Regions from separate parts of the Mus musculus genome. Here regions 2, 3, 4 and 5 are each linked to region 1. A link is a contact called in public Hi-C, HiChIP or PLAC-seq and promoter capture Hi-C data. All regions are on one chromosome and are shown on one strand. The core of a region is the stretch at or near the end of the contact, and the rest is flanking DNA. Distances in the headings are between cores, read along the strand shown. Region 1 has its middle 8.4 kb from the start of Gm41353. Region 2 overlaps Cacng2 (calcium channel, voltage-dependent, gamma subunit 2). Region 3 holds the start of Mfsd3 (major facilitator superfamily domain containing 3). Region 4 holds the start of C030006K11Rik (RIKEN cDNA C030006K11 gene). Region 5 has its middle 23 kb from the start of Txn2.

What was found. Promoter capture Hi-C pulls out the DNA fragments that hold promoters and counts their contacts. A called contact is a pair of places that touch in the nucleus more often than the background predicts. HiChIP or PLAC-seq counts read pairs in DNA pulled down with a chosen protein or histone mark.
Region 2: an HNF4G HiChIP or PLAC-seq map of pancreatic cancer cells shows a contact between it and region 1. The contact joins two enhancer-like sites. A contact is called at or near these places in 1 of 15 datasets of contacts at CTCF or cohesin (embryonic stem cells) and 1 of 115 datasets of contacts at active chromatin or transcription factors (pancreatic cancer cells).
Region 3: a contact with region 1 is called in a promoter capture Hi-C map of cranial neural crest. The contact joins the promoter of Mfsd3 here to the enhancer-like site in region 1. A contact is called at or near these places in 5 of 39 promoter capture datasets (cranial neural crest, frontonasal cranial neural crest, hippocampal neurons and 2 more), 4 of 115 datasets of contacts at active chromatin or transcription factors (embryonic forebrain, embryonic hindbrain, embryonic limb bud and 1 more) and 1 of 9 other capture datasets (adipose tissue).
Region 4: a contact with region 1 is called in a Hi-C map of cerebral cortex, with 4 times the contacts expected there. The contact joins the promoter of C030006K11Rik here to the enhancer-like site in region 1. A contact is called at or near these places in 7 of 39 promoter capture datasets (the 3T3-L1 cell line, 3T3-L1-derived adipocytes, cranial neural crest and 4 more), 1 of 15 datasets of contacts at CTCF or cohesin (the NIH/3T3 cell line), 14 of 484 Hi-C or Micro-C datasets (the Ba/F3 cell line, the G1E-ER4 cell line, the N1E-115 cell line and 8 more), 11 of 115 datasets of contacts at active chromatin or transcription factors (the NIH/3T3 cell line, astrocytes, craniofacial prominence and 8 more) and 2 of 9 other capture datasets (adipose tissue and embryonic stem cells).
Region 5: a FOXA1 HiChIP or PLAC-seq map of pancreatic cancer cells shows a contact between it and region 1. The contact joins two enhancer-like sites. A contact is called at or near these places in 1 of 484 Hi-C or Micro-C datasets (cortical neurons) and 1 of 115 datasets of contacts at active chromatin or transcription factors (pancreatic cancer cells).

Annotation. Positions count from the first base shown.
Region 1 is chr15:77,366,270-77,369,143 of GRCm38.p6, reverse strand. No RefSeq gene overlaps it. Among named protein-coding and RNA genes, the nearest start is that of Gm41353, 8.4 kb to the left of the region's middle. Within about 2 kb of position 1,448, at least 195 of the 459 cell types and tissues checked have an H3K27ac peak or open chromatin away from gene starts, as enhancers often do. A contact at or near this core is called in 3T3-L1-derived adipocytes, the N1E-115 cell line, the NIH/3T3 cell line and 14 more, where this site is marked.
Region 2 is chr15:78,078,005-78,080,878 of GRCm38.p6, reverse strand. The region is part of intron 1 of Cacng2 (calcium channel, voltage-dependent, gamma subunit 2); the gene reads left to right. Among named protein-coding and RNA genes, the nearest start is that of A730060N03Rik, 39 kb to the left of the region's middle. Within about 2 kb of position 1,523, at least 32 of the 459 cell types and tissues checked have an H3K27ac peak or open chromatin away from gene starts, as enhancers often do. A contact at or near this core is called in pancreatic cancer cells, where this site is marked.
Region 3 is chr15:76,700,066-76,702,939 of GRCm38.p6, reverse strand. It overlaps Mfsd3 (major facilitator superfamily domain containing 3), which reads right to left and starts at 1,398. Exons shown (of 5, transcript NM_027122.3): 1 at 590-1,398; 2 at 149-296; 3 at 1-61. The coding sequence starts at 1,271.
Region 4 is chr15:76,722,325-76,725,198 of GRCm38.p6, reverse strand. C030006K11Rik (RIKEN cDNA C030006K11 gene) reads left to right here and starts at 1,354. Exons shown (of 3, transcript NM_145472.2): 1 at 1,354-1,544; 2 at 1,980-2,028; 3 at 2,216-2,874. The coding sequence starts at 1,383. The coding sequence ends at 2,661. Arhgap39 (Rho GTPase activating protein 39) reads left to right here. Exons shown (of 12, transcript NM_001168288.2): 12 at 23-1,214. The coding sequence ends at 217.
Region 5 is chr15:77,904,093-77,906,966 of GRCm38.p6, reverse strand. No RefSeq gene overlaps it. Among named protein-coding and RNA genes, the nearest start is that of Txn2, 23 kb to the left of the region's middle. Within about 2 kb of position 1,451, at least 201 of the 459 cell types and tissues checked have an H3K27ac peak or open chromatin away from gene starts, as enhancers often do. A contact at or near this core is called in pancreatic cancer cells, where this site is marked.

The DNA of each region.
Region 1 (2,874 bases), core at 199-2,698:
CTATGCTGCCTTTGACTGGCTCCCCTGGGCACATGAGTTCCTGTGGGGTGTCGGGCAGCAAGTCCTTCCTGTTCTTCCTGTACAGTCGCTGCCCCTCCACCCAGGCATTTCTTTCAGATTCTGTCACCTCAGGCCCCGCTGGGACAGAGGGTGGTGTTCACGCACGTCTGGCTGGAGTGAACACAGGTGCGTTCTTTACCTGTCGCTAAGCAGAGGATTGACTTTGCTTGGAGGGCCTGTGCTCAGGTGTGGGCAAAGGTCAGCTGTAGCGGGACCAAGATAGACAGACCACAAGCATCCTTGTCCAAGCTCCCTTCATAGTCCTTCTCCGGTCCTGATCCCTGATCCCTGCTATCTGATTCCTGACCCTTAAGTGGACCTGCCCTCATCCTATTCAGCGGGGTTCCTGCTTATTCATTTATTCTTTGCCCAGGCAAGAACAGAAGTGGCAGAAGTCCCTAGGAACCAACTCCCTCAAGGCATTTTCTCCTCTTCCCAACCCCCACCCCCTTCGTTTCTTCTTTGCCTGCTTCTTCCTCTTGCCGTTTTTCTTCCTCGTTCTTGCTCCATCTCATTTTCTCCCCATTCCCTTTCCAATTCATACAAAGTCTGTGTGGCTTTTGGAGTCACGGGGAGATGGCCTGCCTTTGGTTGCCAGCTGCAGGGCCCGTTCTCAGCAGTCAGAGCCACGGCTGCCGGAGCAAACACTGTCAGCTGAGGCCAGCCACAACCACAGTATGCCCTTCCCTTGTTGATCAACCTTGGATGCCGCTCACGCACGTCGTGTCCACACGGGGGCGCTCCAACAGTGCTTCTCTGGCGTCTCTGGCCTTTCTAGTCTGCATTTTTTTTCCTCCTGGTTAGTGGGAGGAGCACTGGTTTCCTTTCCAGTCTTAGTCGTCTGGCTGCACGAAAAGAGCCTAGGCCCATATGTTCCTTGAGTAGTATTTCCTCTAGCAAAGGCTACACATCCAAAGAGCCCTTAGATTTTTTTTTTGTTCAGATTTGGGTGGAATTCAACAAATTCCCTCAGATATCCCTCCCTATTGAAAAAATTTTTAATTTCTTCTTTTTTTTGTTTTTTGTTTGTTTGGTTGGTTGGTTGGTTGGTTTGGTTTGGTTTGGTTTGAGACAGGGTTTCTGTCTAACACCCCTGGCTGTCCTGGAACGCACTATGTAGACCAGGCTGGCCTCGAACCCACAGAGCTCTGCCTGCCTCTGCTTCTGCCTCTGCCTCCTGAGTGCAGGATTGTAGGCATGCATCATCATGCCTGGCTTTTCTACTTAATTTCATTTTATATGCATGGGTGTTTTGCCTAGATATATATCTGTGCACCACACACTTGCCTAGTGCCAATGGCACTTCTGCCTCCAAAGGTCCACCCAGGTGACTTGCCTCTGCCAGCTAGGCCCCACCCCCCGGAAAGGTTCTGCTTACCAAGCTTGGAAATCACAGTTTTGAGCTGGAATAAAATGAACTAGAGGCCGGGCGGTGGTGGCGCACGCCTTTGATCCCAGCACTTGGGAGGCTGAGGGAGGCAGAGGCAGGGGAATTTCTGAGTTCGAGGCCAGCCTGGTCTCGAGTTGAGTTCCAGGACAGCCAGCGCCACACAGAAAAGCCCTGTCTCAAAAAAAAAACAAAAAAACAAAAACAAAAACAAAAACAAAAACAAAAAAAGAGCTAGAAAGCAAGCTTGTAGTATTAACAGAACGTCCACACGAGGGCGCCCACACACTTTTTAAAAGATGCTTTGGATGAAGCCGGTCCCCAGAGGGACCAGGAATCTGCGCGGCAGGGCTGAGCCTCCCTCCGGGCCTTCGCTCCACAGCCTTCTCCCTCTGAGGATTTCCTTGTTGGTTTTCTTGTTTGCTAGGGAGAGATTCGGTTACCCGTAAGGGGTCTTAGAGCCATGGCCCATGGCTAGGAGACGCAGTAGACGTATTAGAAAGATGAGTTGAGCAGGCAGGCATAAACCTGAGCCTTTCGGAGGGCTTCCTCCTCATTCCAGTGTACTAGTTGAGAAATCCGACATTGCTCCCTCTGGTACTGACTTTGTCACGTCCTCCCACAGGACGGGAACTGCCCGCCTCTGGGCCAGCTGGGTGGCTGCATTCACTGTCCAGGCAAGGCGTCTGAGCTCTGGAGCTGTGGCCTCCTCCTAACGCTCTCACACATCAGTCAAAGCCTTCCTCTTCTGTGTCAAGGACTTCAAGCTTCTTGGCTCGTTCTTCCCAATTCCTCCCGGCTTCCACCCCACCCCCACCCCTAGATGCCTGGTTCAGTTTTCCATTAGCATCTGGCAGAAGGCGGGTGGAGGAGGAGCTGGCCGAATGTTTAAACTGGTTACCACATGGCTTCTTGGAGCCAACGATACTGCTACCGGGAGACACAGGGAGAGCCTCCCCAAGCTCCAAGGCCAGTGTCTGCGGCAGGATCAAACACCAAAGGGTTTCTGCACTGGGCTGGAGACAGGAATTCACTAAACTGTCTTCAGTCTTTCTCTCTCTCTCTCTCTCTCTCTCTCTCTCTCTCTCTCTCTCTCCCTCCCTCCCTCTCTCTCTCTCTCTCTCCCCCCCACCATTCCCCATGCCCATGCCCATCTCTATTTTAAGACGGACTAAATTGCCCAAGCTGGTCTTGAACTCATTCTGTAGCCCAGACTAGTCTTGAGTTCATAATCCTCCTGCTTCAACCTCCACAGTAGTGGGATTACAGACAGTCCCAGATGAAGTTTCCTAACACTGGTCAATCTGAGCTCACTTCATCCTCTGTGCCTGTTGATTGCCACAAGAAGCCCAAGACACAGGAGGGGTGCAGGGCAGAATTTGGGGAGCACAGCTGTATTCAGAGCCTCCTTGCCTGCATTGGAGTAA
Region 2 (2,874 bases), core at 274-2,773, 710 kb before region 1:
CCTTACAGCCTTGGGACTGTTATCCTCAGGTGTCTCTTTCATGTGCTGACCACTACATAGAGCCAACTATGAATCTCTGCCTTCTACCTGGGATGCCATCGTCGGTGACATAGCATGCCTATGATCAGGCACGAGAGAGGAAGAGGGATGCCCTCCACAACATTTGTTCACGGGGATGGAGTAGTACCCTCAGGCCCTGGAAGCCCACAGTGCCTCCTCCTAAGACCTTTGAAGAAGGCTCAGTGATCAGCCCCAGTCACAGGCAAGATAGCATACCCAAGGATGGCTGATGTGTTCCCAAGCACTCTGATCAGATGGGGCAGAGCTGGGCAGCTGGTTCCACCCCTCCCCCTCTTTGGCAGAAGAATGGGTAATAGGCCTCCACCTCAAATCTGCCCTGAGAACCCGGTGTTAGCCTGAAGAAGAGATAGGAGAGCTACATCAATAAAGCCTCCAGAACCACATGGACGTCTATCCCTGGCCCGTGCCATTTCCTGGCCCTGATGGAGGACCAGAGAAGACCTGACTTCTGCCCTCTTTCAAGCATTAGGGAGGTCACTTCACAGTAACGAGGACAGCAGTATAGGAACGTATAGCTCATATGCCTGGAGCACACATCCAAGCATGAGCACACACACCCACAAGCATCAAAGGCAGCAGTCACCATGTTTCTTTATCAGAGGCTCAGCAAGCACCATGCTCTGCGCCAGGCACCCAGAGTCCATCCCATTCGATCCCCCTGATGATCCTGGGTTCAACATTGCTTTTGTGTTTCCCAGATGGGGAAACTGAAGCCAGAGAAAGCGAGTCACTTTACTCAACTTCCTAAGAAGTCGGACTTAACAGCAATTAAGAGCTTATACTGTTCCCTCAGAGGACCCAAAACCGATTCTCAGCATCCATATGGAGTGGTTCATAACCACCTATATCTCCAGCTCCAGAAGGCCCAACTGGCCCTCTTCTGGATGCTGTAGCTACCTGCCCTCTCACACGCACATTCACATGCACATTCACACACACACACACACACACACACACACACACACATACACACACACACACACACATACACACACACACACATACATACACACACACATACACACACACACACATATACACACACACACATACACACACACACATACACACACACACACACACACACACACACACACACACACACACACTGTCCTCTCTCACCTAGCCAGAGAGGGACCCAGGCTGGCAGAGAAAGGAGGCCACTGAGCTGAAAGTAGCAACATCTCTGCTCGTGTAGGGACTCAGCTCCATGTACTCAATTCCACCCAAATCACACTGGCAAGAGTTCTGAGAGCAGCATGGAGTTTCCTTGTGATTTTCCAAGACAGAAAGTGAGAATGGGCTGGAAGGAACCCAGCAGTGGGAAGCATGGCTCGGAAGTGTGACAGATGTCACTGCGTGCCGCACCTCTCTCAGATGTGCTACCCATAGAAGCCTGGTCACAGGGCACCACCAGAGATGGCCTGCAGGCCAGGGTGCGGTGGGAACTTCCTGTTTGATTTGGAAGGGACTTCACCAAGTATTTGCCAAGTAGCCACTGCGTCGTGCCAATCCCTGCCACGAGCACTGGGAATAGGAGATGACTCAGGAGATCCCTGACCCGCAGGAGCTCACAGCCTGGTGAGGGACAATGACACAGAAACACGCAACTCTGTGCAGGAAAGCTAACTGCGTCTGGGTCCAGATAGAGGTGAGGTTAACCTGGGAGGCTGAAGCCTGTGCAGCGGGGAGATCAAGAGCAGGGGCATGATGGGAGTGTCCCTGCCTGTTCCCAGAGGAGGCTGGGCATTCAGACCAAGAGGGGAGGTACCAGGCCACTGGGCCACTGTCGTCCTGCAGTTCCACTGGCAGGGAGCCGAAGTGAGTGAGTCAGGCTCCTCTGGGGGCTGCTCACTCAGGCAGTCTATGGCAAGGCGAGCTGAGCTAGGGGCCTCCTCTGGGGGACAGCTGGGGAGGTACATGGACAAACAGGGTATCCCATCTGCTCCTGAGATCTGGCAGTTGGAATCAGCTGGCATTTGAGCCCAGATCTTCCTTACACCCAAAGCAAAGCCCTTCTCAGCACACCAGCCCCTCTGTGACATGGGGGTGGTCTAGGGACCACACCCACCCAGTCCACCCTGGATGCTTTATTGAATCTGCAGTGGTAGGGAGCTCTTGCGTGGTGGCCTTAATGTTGCCCTGGAGGTCTGTGGACAGGCCCATACCTGTGCCCACTGGGACACAGTAGTATGCCTAGACCGTACTTGAGATTTCCAGGGCCCGAGCTTCATGCCATTGTTCAGAGCGGGATGAATGTGCTTCCTCTTCCAGGGAGTCAGGTATCTGCTGGTGTGAATGGGAGACTGCCAGAGCCACACTCTCTAACTCCACCAAGTTAGAACTCAGGCTGCCTGCATCAACCTGCAGGGCCCTTCTCTCCTATCCCTGCTGCTCCCTGCCCCCTCCCCCACGTGGCATTCCAATGAGAACATGCTGTGGTACATACACACACACACACACACACACACACACACACACACACACACACCACTGCAAACTCCAGGAGAACAGAAAGGGTCTTGCTTTGATCGCTATGGGCACATGGTGCTTGAGCAAGGTCCTGGAAAGGAACATAAGGAAGGAGGAAGGAAGGAGGAAGAAAGGAAGGAAGGAAGGAAGGGAGGGAGGGAGGGAGGGAGGGAGGGAGGGAGGGAGGGAGGGAGGGAGGGAGGGAGGGAGGGAGGAAGGGAGGAAGGGAGGAAGGGAGGAAGGAAGGAAAAAAAAGACCCATGTGCCAGGCAAACTGGCATCTGCATCCTAGCACAAAGCCCAGACGCCAGAGCTGCTCTG
Region 3 (2,874 bases), core at 149-2,648, 670 kb after region 1:
CTGGCAAGCCAAACTCCCAAGGCGGAGCTGCAGCACTGTCTTCAACAGCTTCAGTGGCTGCCTGGGGTGGGAATTGAGAGATGCTATGGTAAGATCACCTGGGACACCGGTGGAATTGAGGGTCAGGCTAGGGTTGGGGAGTGCTTACCAGTGCCTGGCCAGTAGAGCCCCACCCAAGGAGGAGCCAGCAATGGAGCAGGTCACAGCACCCAAGCCACTCCATAGCCCCAAGTCTGAGGCAGAAGCACCATGGTCCAGCAGGAGAAGTGGAAACAGGCTGCCAGCACCCTGCTCACCTACAGGAGACCGTAAGCAAGGATGGCCCCAGTCTTTCTTCCAGGAGCCTCAGTACTCCAACCAGTCAGGCCCCTGGTCCCCTTCATTTTCATGGGCCCCAGATGTTAGAAGAGAAAGGGCTGGGCATTGGCTGGAGCTGAGGGAAGTTAAGAGGTGAAACAAAACTGAGCTACAGAGCTCTGGGCTGGTATTCCAGCATAGGGCAGTCCCCTGAGTGGGTTTCAGGGCCCTAGGGACCAACATAGAGTTTGGGCTCTAAGCTCGATGGTAACTAACTGCAGGCCTCACTCACCCAGCTTGTAGGTGAGCACAAAGCCCGCTGTCCAGAGGGTCCCAGGCACAGCCAGCAAATCTTGTAGAAGATAGGAGCTGTGGGGTGTATGCTCTGAGGCCTGAGGCCATGGCAGCCTTCCCAAGGCTGGTGCAGCCCAGGCTAAGGCAGCAGCCAGCCAGTAGGTGGCAGCTAGGAGCAAAAAGAGCAGTGGCCAAGAGAGAGTGGGGAAGAGGACCAACAGTCCACCCCCAGCCAGTGCTGATCCCAGCTTGTAAGCGACCACCTGTACAGTGTTCCCAGGTCCCAACTCCTTTGGCTCTAGGAGTTGCACAGCGAGTGTGTCCAGAGCCACATCCTGCACCGCTGCACCCAGATTCAGCAGCAGTAGCAGCCCCATCACGGTGGTAGGTAGCCCTGTTTGGCCAGCTTGCGGAGGAGGCAACACAGCCAGCAGTCCACACACCAAGCCCAGGGACAGTGTGCTGAGTGTTAACCAGACCCGCGGGGTGCCCCGCCTGTCCACCAGCGGTGCCCACGCCAGCTTTAACAGCCATGGAGCATACAATCCCTTGGTTAGACCCACGCGCGTTAGGGAGAGGCCACGGGCCCGCAGTAAAATGGGAAGCAAACTGGACTGCAGTCCATAGGGCAGACCCTGCACAAGATAGAGGCCGGCCAGCGGCAGCAACTTCCCATGCATGGCCCGTTCGTGGTGGGATCGGACGGCTCAGGATGAACAGTCAGGGTCTGGTCCTCCTACATAGGGCCGGGGACAGTCAGGCTGTAATCCCGACACGCACACTGGGACCAGAAATCCCGGAAGTACCGAAGCTGGGAGAAAAATGCGGAGCGATAGACCGGTCCTATCGCATGGTGGGACCGCAGTCTTGCACAGCCCATAACTACCGGCATGCTTTGCGCAGGGGTCAGGGTGAGGGAGAGGCGGGGCAACCCGGGCTGGGGGTGGAGCCAACCCCCTACTAGTCCTCAATTGGCCTAAAACCCAAATGTTAAGCAGGTTACTGATACCTACACAGACCCAAATCATCTGCTCTGGCGCCCCTCGTGCCAAACCTGGACACGACAGCCTGCTGCTCACAATGCCAGCGGGTAGATGTGAGTGGCTAGGAAGGAAGCTGAGGTAACAGGCTGGTCTCAAAGGTATCTTCCTGTCTGCTGAATGGATACCAGATCCGTTCCAGAAGAAGCATTTTCACTTTAGCGGTTTTTTGTTTGTTTGTTTGTTTGTTTGTTTGGTTTTATGTGTGTGTGGATAGGTTTTCTTTATAGAACTTACTTTGTAGACCAGGCTGACCTCAAACTCAGTATCTTCCTGCCTCTGTCTCCCAAGTGCTGGGATTAAACGGGTGCGCCACCACTGGCGGGCTCACCACGCCCAGCTCCCGAAGCATTTCTAATACTTAGCTCACAGAGCCAATACTTTGCCCCACAATGCATTTAGCACTGCTCCCCATTCCTTGCTGAGACTGTGGCTTCAGAGCTGCCCCCAGGTCAGTGACCACAGAAGCAGGAGTTTTGTGGGGAAGGGCAGGACCTAGTCAGCTATTGCCCGTGATACCCACTTCCTTTTCAGTATTCAGTGAGGGTAGTTAGTCCAGACCACGTGATTCTGGCTCTGCAGGGAAGGCTCATGCCCAGTCTCTCCCCCTTCTCAGAGTTGTGCCCTCCCAAGTCCACAATGAGACTGTTAAATGAGGCCTTGGGTTAACTGACTCAATTATAGTAGATAACTGGGTGGAACTTCTTTTGTGTTTGGACACAGTGTCCAAGTCCTAGCACCCTGGCACTGCCTTGCTTCCACGGAGGGGCTATCCTGCCACTTCCAGATAGTCTCAGGATCTAAGTGTTCACATCTATAAAATGGGTTCTACTTTTGGGGCATGATTGTAAACCCCTATAATTTTGCTCTTCAGGCTGAGGCAAGAGAAGAATGAGTTTAGGTTGCCCTGGATACCTTAGCTGTTTAAAGGGGTGGCAGGCAGGATATAGTTCAGTGGTCCTGAGTCCAATCCCCAGTACCACAAAACTTAGGGGATGGAGGACGGCTTTGCCTACCGCAGAGGAACACTGCAGACCAAACAAGTTGAACCCCAGCAGTGTCTACTGTGCACAGGGGCTCATCCTGAGCCTCCCAGTCCAGGATGTATCTTTCCATTAGCACACATCTGCCCCAAGGGTTCCTAAATGTGCTTTGCAAAAGGACCTCCCCTGCTCTGCTCTGCCGGAGGTGGGCACCGCCCAAGCCCTTGCTGTCAGTCCTAACTTGGCTGTAAGAGCTGAAT
Region 4 (2,874 bases), core at 105-2,604, 640 kb after region 1:
TCACCCGGACCCCCTCACACAGGTGTTCGTGCAGCCAGCCAACGTAGCCATCACCAAAATGGACGTCAGCAACCTGGCTATGGTGATGGCACCCAACTGCCTGCGCTGCCAGTCGGATGATCCTCGCGTCATCTTCGAGAATACACGAAAGGAGATGTCCTTCCTTCGAGTGCTCATTCAGCATTTAGATACCAGCTTCATGGAGGGCGTGCTATAGCACGCGGGCTATGGACGCCTGCTAGGGTGACACCCGGGAAGGTGGGAGGGAAGGCCCCAGCGCGAGGCAGCATGCCAGGCCCCGCCAGACGCCGGCCCCGCCCTAGGCCCTCCCGGGGCCAAGCAGCCGCGCCATATCTCGCGGCCAGTTCCTGCAGGTACCGGCTCGCCCTGCCAGTCGCAAGCCAGCCCCGAGAAGTGCCTTCTGTTTCCCGGAGCCGAGCGACACTGCCCTCCTGGTCGGCTGAAGCACATACCGCGTTGCTCAGGGCAACAGGACCTTGTCCCCTCTTCAGGGCAATCCTCCACCAAGGCACTCTCGCCCTGATCCCTCCCACCCTAGTCTAGGGGCCTCTGGCTGGGGCCAGAAGGAGAGTTAGAGGCGTTCTGGAGAGCTGTGCTGGCCACTACTAGGACTTGGCTCCGTCGGCTCGATGCCTAATAGGTCTTTGTGCAAGGGGAGGCCCCAAACCAAAGCCCTCTGGGTTAGGGCCAGGGCTAGGCAGGCTTTCTTGGGGCGGGTGAGGGAGGGCGAGAGGTTTTTTGTTTTTTGACTACAGAATCTATCCGATACCCAGCCTACTTGTGTATAAAGATATAAATAGAACGACAGAACTAAGTTTGCTAAGGACATAGTTTTAACCAGATGCTATTTAGCTCTTGAACTGCCATTGCGGTCCTCGCGCTGAGCAAGTTAGCACCACCCTCCTTTGACCTCGCGGCCTCTGACCAAACTCCACACACGGGCGGCGCGTGGATGAGACCTGCCTGGACTCGTTTGCGTTTTCCATTCTGGAATCTGAGTTCCAACAGTTGTCAAACTTCATTTCTCCTGTTTATATATATATATTTTTAGAGTTTTTATTTATTAAAAACAAAAGTCCCGTCATGCGGAGGTCCTGGCCTCTCTCTCCAGGGCCTCTCGGCCGCAGGCGCTCCCTCGTACGTGTGGCTCGAGGGGACAGTGCTCCGTGTGAATAAAGTTCAAGTGCACACTCGCTGATTGTGTTTCTTTCAGGTTACTTCTGACAAGGGGGCGGGGGAGTCCACGTCTGGCAGCTACTTCCGGGGGCGGGATAGACAGCTCCGCCCCTCCGAGCACGTGTTGCCGGCGGAACCCAAAGCCCCAGGCACAACACTGTGTGATCCGCTTCCGGTGTGGAAGAATGTGGCCGCCTAGTGGGGCAGTGCGTAACTTGGCTCTAGTCTTGGCGAGGTCGCAGAGAGCTCGGACCTGCAGTGGGGTCGAGCGTGTCTCCTACACACAGGGTCAAAGCCCGGAGCCCAGAACCCGCGAGTATTTCTACTATGTGGATCACCAAGGCCAGGTGTGCCTGGCGTGTGACAGAGGGAGGAGACCTGAGGGGACTGCGGAATCCATCGGCACCGGGTGGGGAGTAGTTCTAGAGGCGAGACCTGGGATAGGTGCTACGCGTGGCTTTGAACCTTTCAAAGCCCAGGCTGGAAGAGTTAATTCCGGGGCCTTCCGCTTTCACCGCATCGTAATCCCGCGCACACTAGCCTGTCCTAGCAGCAGTCCCAGAGCCGAGTGCTTGCTCGCGATTGCTAGGGACAAGCGGCTGTCAAACCTGCTGTAGAAAAAGGGGTGAGGGCTGCAACCCTGGAAACCTGTCTGTAGATGTGGGGAGAGTCCGCAGGGCCCTTCCACATGCCCCCCTGAACACATTAGACAGAAAAGCAAGGACAGCGAACACCACCGGCTTTCTTGCCAGGACTTACTGTCCACTGTGTCCCTTCTGCAGCTTTTCCTAGATGACTCCAAAATGAAGAACTTTATCACCTGCTTCAAAGGTATTGCTTACTGCACTGCTCCCTCGTGTCTCTCTCTACCCTTCAGGGCCTCGGCTCCCCGACTCTGAGGGAAGGCACCATCCACGAGGGGGGGCCGCTGTCTCGTGCCAGTGCTGGTATTCCCAGGAAAAGGAGCGTGTCGGGGAAGCTGGGTCACCGAGCATGATCGTGCCTTTTGTTCCCACAGACCTGCAGTTCCTGGTCACTTTCTTCTCCCGTCTGAGACCCAACCACAGCGGGCGCTACGAGGCTTCCTTCCCCTTCCTCTCGCTTTGCGGCAGAGAGCGTAACTTCCTGCGCTGTGAAGACCGGCCAGTGGTCTTCACGCACCTCCTGGCTTCCGACAGCGAGTCACCTCGTCTCTCCTACTGTGGCGGTGGCGAGGCGCTGGCGATACCCTTCGAGCCGGCTCGCTTGCTACCCCTGGCGGCCAATGGGCGCCTGTACCACCCGGCCCCGGAGCGCGCAGGCGGTGTGGGTCTAGTGCGCTCGGCCCTGGCCTTCGAGCTCAGCGCTTGCTTCGAGTATGGGCCTAGCTCCCCTACGGTCCCCTCTCACGTACACTGGCAAGGTCGCCGCATCGCCCTAACTATGGATCTGGCCCCGCTGCTGCCCGCTGCCCCGCCGCCCTGAGACTCCAGCTGGGGCTGTGTGGGGAGGGTTAGAGCAAACTCTGGGTTTTGTAGTACTCGCAGGTTACCCCTCTGCTCCAACACTCTAGATTAACTTAGATGTCCGCTGTCACCTGCACGCTGGTGACTGAGAGCGCGTGCGCGCAGAGGTGAGCCCAGGGTGGTTGGCGCTGTCCAAGGTTCTGGTGCTGCCCTGCTATCCTCTGTCCCTACA
Region 5 (2,874 bases), core at 202-2,701, 540 kb before region 1:
CCTAGTAACCACGGTGTTAGACCAGCACTTGGCCCGACCACTGACCACAAGTTATCAGGCCCTGAGCCTCCTCCTCAGCAAAGGAAGTAGGGACTCTGTAGGGCTGGGCGTAGCCCTCCCTGCCTAAGCCTCTGTGGGCTGTAGGGACAAGCAGAGGCCAGCCTGACCCGGAGAATGTAGCAGGCCGGCAGCAGCTGGGGAAGGCTAGGATCTGTGCAGTGAGCTGACCTTCCCTACCCACTCAGCGGAGCCTGACCTCCCAGCTCCTCTCTAGAGGCTGCATTTCCCAGCACTCGGCCGCCCCAGATGACTGGTCACGACCTTCCGGGCAGGAGGCCCTCGGACACCAACTCCTACTTAACATCAGACAGAGCAGGCCCAGGCTCAGCCAGGGTTGAGGTGTGGGGTTGGGTCAGCTCAGTGACTGAGTCAAGAAGAACTTCTCAAAAAATTCCAACGGACCACCAGCTTGCCAAGCAGGGGCTAACCGGCCCCGGGGAAGACACATAGTATGTCTACAACGCAAATGCTTGATCAGAAAGGTGAGCTGGTGGGTAGAAAAGTCAGGAAGAGGATACTGAGGGATGAGTGAGCAAGGCTGCGTGCAAGAGAATAGCAGCCTGTGGGGAGGGCAGCAGTACACAGACTGGAAACAGGGAACATCACGTGCAACCAGAAGCGGCAAGTTTCAAGGGTCTGTAGCATGTTGGCACGTGCCTCCAGTCTAGCACTCTGGAAGTAGAGACATGTAGGTCTCTTAGGAGTTCCAGACAAGCCTGGTCTACACAGGACAGCCAGAGCTACATAGTGAGACCCTGTCTCAAAAGGAAAACAAAAAGAGCCAGAGCCAGGGAGAGTGATGGTCTACGCCTATAATCTCTGAGTTCGAAGCCAGCCTGGTCTGTAGAGCTCTAGGACAGCCAGAGCTAAAAAAAAAAAAAAAAAAAAAAAGACGCTTAGGCCTGTATCCTGAGCTAAGAGATGTGAAGGATGTGAAGGACTTAAGAGTTGAGGCAGCAGAGAGTCGAATCAAACAGAGATCTGGATTGTTACGAAGCAGGGGAAGGTTTGAATGGAGATGGCAATAAAGTGACCAGTAGGTAGTCTCGGGGTGAACTTCCCTTGTGATTGGCGCGCCGAAAAGGATTAAATTAACCACACACTTCGGATGGAGCAAGGTCCTGGGCTCAATCTAAGGTTAGAGACTTCTTTGCGCCCTTAGAGAAAGTCTGTCCCGGTATACGGCAGACTGGGTTAGGGACAGTTCTCTCTGACTGTGGAGATTAGCTCTCTCCTGCCCTAGCTACCTAGTGAGCTCCTCGGCTGCTGCGAAATGAAGGTTAAATCGAAAAGCCAGCCAGCACCTTACTTAGCCTAGCCTGAAGAAGACAGGCACCGGATTTCTGTGCAGATTGAGCCCCAGGGGTGGGCTCGGCATGGGGGCGGAACCAGCAGGGTGGGATGCCCTGCCCTTTAGCGCAGCGCCTGCCCAAATAAGGCGAGCGGCCCGACCGCGCTCCTTCCCAAGGCCCCGCCTCCACCACAACTTGCTGGGAAGTGCAGCAAAATCCTGTCTCACTAAGGACTGTAAGAGCCTGGGGAAGCACGCTGGGCATCTGCCAGCATGTCCCCGGTACAGGACCTGAAAACCAGAACTAGCAGTGGGCCAGAGTGGGCTTAGTAGATGCTGGGGGTTACCTGAGAGCCTGGGGCCGGTGCAAAGAGCATTCTGTATGGCTGACCTGCAGAACTTCTGCCAGTGGCGTTGAACTCGCCTCTTTATTTCGTATTTGTATGGATGGCTGTTTTAACAGTTGTGAGCCATCATCATATGGATGCTGGGAACTGAACTCGGGTCCTCTGCAAGAGCAGCCAGTGCTCTTAATCGCTGAGCCATCTCTCCAGACCCGGGCTCCATTATTTCTCATATCTCAACCGCTCCTAAATAAGGTCGAGGAGAAAGACTAATAAGGCTAGGTTAAGTACAGCTCTTATTAGTAATCTCTCCTTTTAAGAAAAGAAGTCTCAAACTGGAAACCTTGGGACAGGAGATGGAGATAGGTCCGTTTGTGATGTAGCGTTTCTTTTTTGTTGGTTTGAGAAAGGGGCTCAGTATCTGCAGCCCAGCCTTGGATATACTATGTAGGAGTTCTGAATCGCTGATTGTTTCCACCTCCTAAGTACTGGAGATACAGGTAGCTTGTCTCTGGTTCTCCGGCTCCTCCGCCTACCCCCCACCCCCGCGCGGGCCTCTTCTCCCCTCCCCCAACACACACAGGAGAGTAAAGAGGAGGAAGAGGAAGCCCAGAACACAGTGCACACCGGCAAGCTTGCTGATGACCTTCAGGCTTGCTATGTGCACCTCCTGTGTCTACAAGCCATCACACCTGCTGAGAGAGCAAACCATCGGGCACCTCGTCCCTCTCCATCCATGGCAAGGAGGGAAGAGCGCCTGGAACCTGGCTGTGCCTCCGTGGGGCACACCTGCTACATACAGATGCTGGCACATCAGCACACTCCCTCTCAGCTGCCTCTAGACCTCTGGGTATGACAGCCTTGCTTCTCACTGCCCACCTGGTCCCAGGGCACCCAGAATCTGAGGGATTCTGAAAGCTAGGAATCTGACTCCCCTGAGTCTTGTGCCATTGATGTACTCCCACGGCCCCAGGACCTGCAGGAGAAAAGCCATGCTCTTCCCAGGGCATGCCTGCCATCTTTGGCATGCCAGGCCCAGGCCCCTCTGCTGCACTGTTTTAAACTGTATGGATTTTTTTTTTATTGTGTGTGACAACTTTCCATCATATGGATCCTGAGGAGTCATATGAAGGCTTCAAAGTCCTAAACCACTGAGTTATCTCTCCAACCTGTCTGCTG